2 separate regions of the Anser cygnoides genome follow, and region 1 is linked to region 2. A link is a contact called in public Hi-C data. All regions are on one chromosome and are shown on one strand. Each heading gives the region's core, a stretch centred on a gene start, on an enhancer-like site or on the middle of the called end of the contact. The rest is flanking DNA. Distances are from core to core; before and after follow the strand shown.

Region 1 (3,659 bases), core at 1,146-3,645, 110 kb after region 2:
CACTGTACAAAGACAACAATGCATTAACGATGTAGCAAATTAAAGAACAACTCTCAGACATCTTTTTAGTCAATATTGTATCACTGTAACATCAGTCATTTTTCTCAAGGCTTGTTGCAAGGTTTACACTACCTAAATTAGTTTGTCTGATAGACAGCACAGCCACATTCCTGGATCTTTTTCAAAAACTTAATTTTGTAATCTACAAATGTTAGCTAGAGTCAATGCATGGTTTTACAACATTTGACTGTATCTCAGCTAACTCAGAAACAGAGAGGAATTTTTTGCATGATGTGTTATCTGCTTTGGTAGGTTAAAAATCTAACAAAGACTTTTATTTCTTAATGAAGAACTCTGTCTCCTATGGGTGGGAAAAGTGTAAGAGAGCATATTTTCCTCATTATTTGGGAAGAAAGATGTTCAAGAAGATAAATAGTTGAAAAAATAGTCTAACCTCCTCTTGATCTCATGTATGTTATTAATATTGTTAGCTGGAATTTGATAGGATTTTAAACCATAGTAACTGGTTCACAGAGAAATATTTAGAAATTCCTGCAGAAATGTTCTGCCATAATATACAGAATATCAGAGGCCAGATGTGCAGTGTAGTGGATTTTTTGTCTCTGGAATATGAGGCTTAGACTTTACCAAATTATTAAAAAAAAAAAAACAAAAAAAAACAGCCTCAGAAACACTTCCTATTCCCTTGCCTTGCCTTGTCTTCATTTCCGTTCCGTTGCCTTGCCTTCATTTGCCTTCATTTGCCTTCATTTGCCTAGCCTTGCCTTGCCTTGCCTTGCCTTGCCTTGCCTTGCCTTGCCTTGCCTTCCCTTCCCTTCCCTTCCCTTCCCTTTCCCCATTTCCTTTAATTTCCTTTTTTTTTTTTCTTCTTTCCTTTTTTTTTTTTCTGGAAACTCACTCTATTTTAAATAAAAATCCCTTCATCTGCCATTATAATTAATCTAACGCTGTTGCAATATTACGATTCTCATCTAAAAAATGATCAAAATTGTCCTCACAATTTGTACAGCACAATTGTAATTGTACTGCCCTTATAGTATTTGATATCCAGTGCCGAATTTCAGTTTATTAGCAACTCCTACCTTTATTGATTTTCTCTGTGGAACCTTTTGACCAGCACTCTGAAAGCTGAGCAAACATAATTAATTTAGTCTCACTTCTCACTTTCAAAATTAAATCGAAATACTAAGCAGATTCTAGAGACTGAAAAACTGAAGCACTAGTGTCTCATCTTTGCAAGAATAAAACTTGAGTTCTCATAATATGTTATGAAGTCAAGCTAAATAACATAAGGTATAATTCAAGTCCAGACAGTTTGCAACCTTGACATGAGTTTGCAGGTCAACATAAGTTCCTAGGTGCAGCTTTCACCCGATCTATTAATTGATATGGAAACTGAAAATAGAGTTCAGCTTTCAATAGAATTTAATTGCGTCTTAGTTGACTCAATTAACTAAAGCTAAAATATTTTTTCCCTGGGAAAAATATCACCTGGATTAGTTAGGAAAAAAAAAAAATAATCTGTAATTCAGTTTCAATTCACTTGAAAGAACAGGGCTTAGCAGTCTAAAATGGTTAGTCAGAAATCCAAGACAAAATTAGGAAGATTCTGTCTGATTTCATAAAATCCAGCTTTTGCCTTAACCTACATGAATCTGGCATATTACAGCACCTGCTGAAAGGTTTTAGCTGAAGTGTTACTTTAAAAAAAAAAAAAATCAATAACTGAACTGCTGATTACGAAAAAAACATGGTCTCTTCTAATCTTTCAGCAGCCTGCTTTCCTTCCATTGCACATGGCATTATCTCAGTAGCGCTAAAGGGATTTGGAATCACAGAGAACATACCTTTCTTTGAGAATGTGAGCTATTAAGCATCTGCAATTCTCAATGCCCTTACCAAGAATTATCAAGTTTGGGGTCTTAAACACAGCAATTTTTAGGTCACATATAATAGCATGTTGTGGCAGAAAATCTGGACTGTGAAAAGAAAGTGGAAAATTTTAAAAGAGATCTAAGCTTACAAGTTTTTATGTATGCATGGTCTCTATGTATGCAAGTAGCCACACAAACTTAAAGACTGCATAGTCAGGCAAAGATCAAGAAGAAAAATAATAAAATTAAATAACAGTTAAAAAAACAGTCACTTTTTTTTTTTTTTGCATTTTTTTTATTTTAATTTCCCCACATTTCTGTTTGATGCCTCTTTCTTTGAGCCTCATCCAGTAAGGTCTCCCTCCCACTCCCTCCGTCTGGGATATGAATCTAATTCTTCATGTACTTTCTCTTCCACTTACTTTTCAACTCTGTCCCCAAAGCTCCTGAAATTTCAGTGATTAATTGAACAGAACCTGGAATGCCGCCAAGCCTACCTCGTCCTCATTGGCTTGACAATGTTCCTGTGCTCTGGTCATTAGTACAGCATGACCCTGCAGGACTAACTCAGCCATGAAGCAAGTTAATCAGTAAATGAATAGAGTTCTTGAACAGAGAAGTTTTATCCTGAGTTCACCAAAGCAATTATGTGTTAATTAATTCTCTGCCAGGCACAAAGTAAGACAAATATAGGAAGTATGATCTTCAGAGAAATAATTTTCTGGGGAGAAGGTCAAATCCAAAACTGATGTAAACCGTCATAGCCTGCTTTACTTCCATTGAGCTGTTATCATTTATACTTTCTGAGGATCTGGCCCTATTATAAGAGGATTCACTGTTTTAATTTTATTCTTAATCCTAATAACCAATAGAGATTCAATGCCAGCTGAGCCTTTCTTCAAAGAAATAATGAGTTTCCTCTGAAAAATTGCTCATAGGACTTAAATTATAAATAACAAATGTGGTATGTCTCCTTTTTCTATATATGCATAGCTGTCTCATATCAGACAACATATAAATACCCTGACTTTTTTAATGTTCAGTTTCTTACAGATTTATACATGTAACTTGCTAAAAAGAGACAGCATTAAAATCCCCGGGAATATGCAGACTAAGGCTTGAAAGAAAGCTTTGGATTTTGTATTTTCCTATATTTAAAAAATAATTCCTATGAGCATAACTCAAGTAGAGCATAGTTCTGAATGCTGAACAAGCAAAACTGCTTGCAAATCTCAAATGAAAAATACATCAATTTTCTTGTTGTTGTTCCTATTTAAATCAGCAAGATTTTTACCATTGATTTAAATGGGAACCAAGGCAGGTTTTAAACTGAGCAACATCTTCATTATTTCAGAACATTAAAAATGCACACTGACAGGGGTATCCTAATTTTCAGATGTCCCTTTTGTGAAACTTAGAAGGGATTTAATGTTCAGAGAATTCCAAAGTTTAGTCAATAAAATCTCAAGGTGCCATTATTTGAAGTCACCGGAAAGAAGAGTCCATCTATCTACCAGCAAAGCACTGACTGTATATGCCTTGTTCATCCTATGGATAAGAGGCTAAGTAAAAATTGGTCACTATTAGATATTCTTCAAGACAAAAGCATTTCATACACTAACCATACCAAAGGTGCTGGTTGATATGTTTGTCCATGCACTGTACTTTCTCAGGAAGAAAGATGTCAAGTGTTTGTGCTCCATTTCCATCAACATTCAGGCTTTATTGCTCTTCCGTTGTGCTTTCAGTTCTATAAACATAATT
Region 2 (3,586 bases), core at 882-3,381:
CTTAACTTAAATTAGGATTCCTAGCAGTTATCGTAGAAAGTTCAGAGTTAAACTGAAAATAACTGCATATTGTTATGTATTATGTGCTTTCCAGATAGCTCCTACTTAGAATAAAAGGCTCATGTAAACATAATGACTTTTAATGCATTTTCCTTCCATATAACAGATTTTGTAAAAAAAAAAAAAAAATGTTATTTTGTCAATTGCAAGCATTCACTAGCTGACAGTAGACCTCCTACTCATCAAAAAGTATAAGAATTAATGGGTGTTGGAAAGGTGGATTCCAGTTAATGGAAATGTTAAATAAATGAGGAGTAAATCAAAGCAGCTACTTCCGTGAATGAAATTTGCAAAATAAGTACTTAGAAAAGAACCACAACTTTCCCACTACCGGTGATCTAATATTGAAGATTACTTCGAGAACATATATTTGGTACTACCCTAAGGTAATGCAATATTACTTTTCAAATACGGGATGCATGCCAAACCGTAACATACTTTGTTCCAATACACAGCCCAGTTTCCTTCAGATGTACTTCACCCAGCTAAGGAGATTTAGGGCTCAGTCCTGTGTGGCACTGATGGTGTCCCGAAACACATCGAGAACCCCAAAATGAATTTTGAGGGCACTCACCAGCCTTCAGGGCCAGCCAGATATGCGTATCTGTCTTTCCTTCTGCTTTACCAAGTGTAGGCTATTCTTTGTAAGTAGTGATTACAGACCTGTGTGCACTGTAGTGTGTATTACAAAGGTACACAGGGACTTGGAAATCCAGCTGAAGAGTCTCTCAGCATTCTTAGTGGCTGAACAACCTTTAAGGCACCCAGAATAGCAATCAGTTGGCAAAAACATTTTGTTTGACAAGTAGTTTACATTTACCTTCAGCATGTTTTCCCAACTCTTGTTGGAAATGGTCTCAGATTTTAAATTTACAGTAACAAAACGGTAAGATTCAGAGGGTAGATTTTTATTATTATTTTATTTGAGGTCATGTTTTTGGAAACATTGTAGACTTTTAAAGACTGCAAGAAACCGAAGTTTCTTACAACTGAAGAAACACTTAAAAATATAGAGATGTTGAAGGAAGATACCTTAAAAGAAACTATTTTAATATTCTGAATGCTTTTTTATGTTAATATTACAGAGGAATTAACTGTGCACGTACTACAATTGCTAATGACCCTCTAGACCGTACCAAGGCAATGCTCTGCGGTGTCTGCAGAAACTCTCGGTGAAGTAGTTTTCGGGGACAGCCGAGATAACTAAAACAACCGAGAACAACCCACAGCTACCGGGAACAAGCCACAATAACCGGGAAGAAGCCACAACCACCGGGAACAAGACCCAACCGCCGCCGGCCCGGGGAGTCCGGCCCCGCCGCCCGTTCCCCTCAGCCCAGCTCGGCCGGGGCAGGAGCCGTCCCGGCCCCTGAGGAGCGGCCGGGGGCGCGGGGTCCCCCCGGCACCGCCACCTGCCGGGGTGCCGGCGGGGCTGAGGAGCCCCAAATCCCTGTGGATGGGTGGGGATCATTCGCCGTTCCGCAATTACAGCGGCAGAAGTCGCGTATCTCCCGCCCGGAGAGAGTTTGCCCAGCCGAGGTCCCTCGCACCTGCTACGGCTGCCTCGGAGCCCCCTCAGGGGGACAGGGGAAGCTGTGAGGGAACCGCCACAGGCGGCTCCGGGACAGGAGCGGGGCAGACGGGGCAGGGCTGGCGGTGCGGAGCGAGGGGCGAGCGCTACCCTCCCGCCGCAGGGTGACTTACCCGCCCCAGGCTCCAGCAGAGGAGGAGGAGGAGGATCGGCAGGTTCCTCATGCCAGCCAAGCGCCGTTGGGCTCCGCTGCCCCGCGCCGCTCCGCGGGCCCCCTCGGAAAGCGGCGAGCAGGAGCCGGGTCCCGCCGCGGCACCATAGGGCCCGGGGGCCGCCGCTGCCCGGGGCGCCGAGCCGAGCCCCCCGCCCCGCGGGCGGCCGCCGCCCTGCGGCTGAAGGCAGCTCCCGCACCTGCCCCCGCCGCCGCCCGCTCCGGCGGCCGTCAGCTCCCGGCCCCGCCGAGTCCCTGCCCGCCGCCTCTCAGCTCCTCCTCTACGCCCCGGCTCGCTTCCCTCCCGCTTCTCTCTTCAGCCCCTCTCCGCCGCTGGCTTTTCTCCTCCTCCCCCTTGCCGCCGCTCCCGCTCCCCTCATGAGGTGTGGGTCGCTCCCGCCGCCCCTCAGGTGCTCCCGCGCCGCCATGGGGCTGTGGGCAGCGCTCGCCCCTCGCTGCCAGCCTCCAGGAGCCCGAGAAACCCCCTCAGGCTTCTTTTTGAGGGTCCCGGGTGCCCGTCCCGACGGTGTGCCGGGGCACCGGTGCCAGCTTTGGGATTTTGGGATCCCTGCTGCCTGTCAAAACACCGAGGCGATCGGGCCCGGTCCCCCCGGAGCAGACACGCACACACAAACCTACACGGTGATGTGGGGTCAGCCAAGAGACCCCTGGGCAGATCAGCAACTGTATTACAAAACCTTTCGTGCCCCCTAGCTGTTTTTTTTTCGAGGTGTCAATACAGCACAATGTTTTAAGGCAACTTTGTAAGATTGCCGGGCAGTTTATACTGGGGTATAGATATTGCTTTTGCCTCACAAGGCATTTACAATATATAATAAAGTGAGAATCATGTTAATCCATGTCTATTGTCACAGAAAAAGCAGAGTTCATGTGCTGGCTTTTAGCTGAGAATGAGAATAAATTAGATTTATCTTTCTGCTGTCTCACATGTGCTGTAATTTCAGTGGTATATACTGAAAGGGGCTCAGTAGGCAACATAAGACTTCTAAATAGTCTTATGCCACCCAAAATAATTAGCTATAAGCAAAGCCAAGGACACTTCTGGGACAAAGCTGAAGAGAATTTTCATATTTTTTTAATGTATTTGAGAAAATTCCCTTCATATTTTAAGAACATAGATCTGATTATAACCTCTGCGATATCATTAAAAAGAAACACTACAAACTGTAATGAACAGTGTTATGACCTGCATGCTGAGAGCAGAGGGACATATTAATGTAGAAATAAAACCTTTTTCTAGGATGGCATATGATCAAGTAATGAAAATATTTTCATTACAGCAGAAAATTGTACCCCTTCAGATTGACTTTGTTCTGTGCAGGACAGCTGAACTGAAATGTCAAATTGCGCCTACTCCTAAAACAGCTGGGTTGGAGAAGAACCCGGGTATGCCGCTAGCTCTCAGACTCCAGGGCAGAATCCCAGGTCAAACCTCTTGGAAATGAAGAATTGCACATTGCATCCCCCCTGATTCCTGAGACCAGCGTCCAGGGTTCCCCTTTGGACTCCTGGTTGCTGACATATGCTGGCTGGGGGTGCTCTTAGCACTTTCTTAAGAGCTATACGGCTTTCCGAAATAGCAATCTCAGGACAGTTTATCTATTTTTTCCCTATTACAGGAATCTGATGTCTTATTATTTCAAGGTTTTGGAAAATCCTTACTATCTTTTTCTTTAGAAGTTATTTCTTGCACTTTGTGAGATGAATGTCTAAGAAAGCAGTCATTAAATGCAACCACTCTGGGTGAAATTTCTGTGTGTCAA

What was found. Hi-C and Micro-C count contacts between places; a contact is called where the count stands out from the background.
Region 1: a Hi-C map of liver shows a contact between it and region 2, with 2.3 times the contacts expected there. The contact joins the enhancer-like site here to the promoter of VIPR2 in region 2. A contact is called at or near these places in 4 of 7 Hi-C or Micro-C datasets (fetal liver, granulosa cells and liver).

Annotation. Positions count from the first base shown.
Region 1 is chr2:11,061,071-11,064,729 of Taihu_goose_T2T_genome, forward strand. No RefSeq gene overlaps it. Among named protein-coding and RNA genes, the nearest start is that of ZMYND11, 20 kb to the right of the region's middle. Within about 2 kb of position 2,396, at least 3 of the 3 cell types and tissues checked have open chromatin away from gene starts, as enhancers often do. A contact at or near this core is called in fetal liver and liver, where this site is marked.
Region 2 is chr2:10,947,565-10,951,150 of Taihu_goose_T2T_genome, forward strand. It overlaps VIPR2 (vasoactive intestinal peptide receptor 2), which reads right to left and starts at 2,132. Exons shown (of 14, transcript XM_048050545.2): 1 at 1,765-2,132.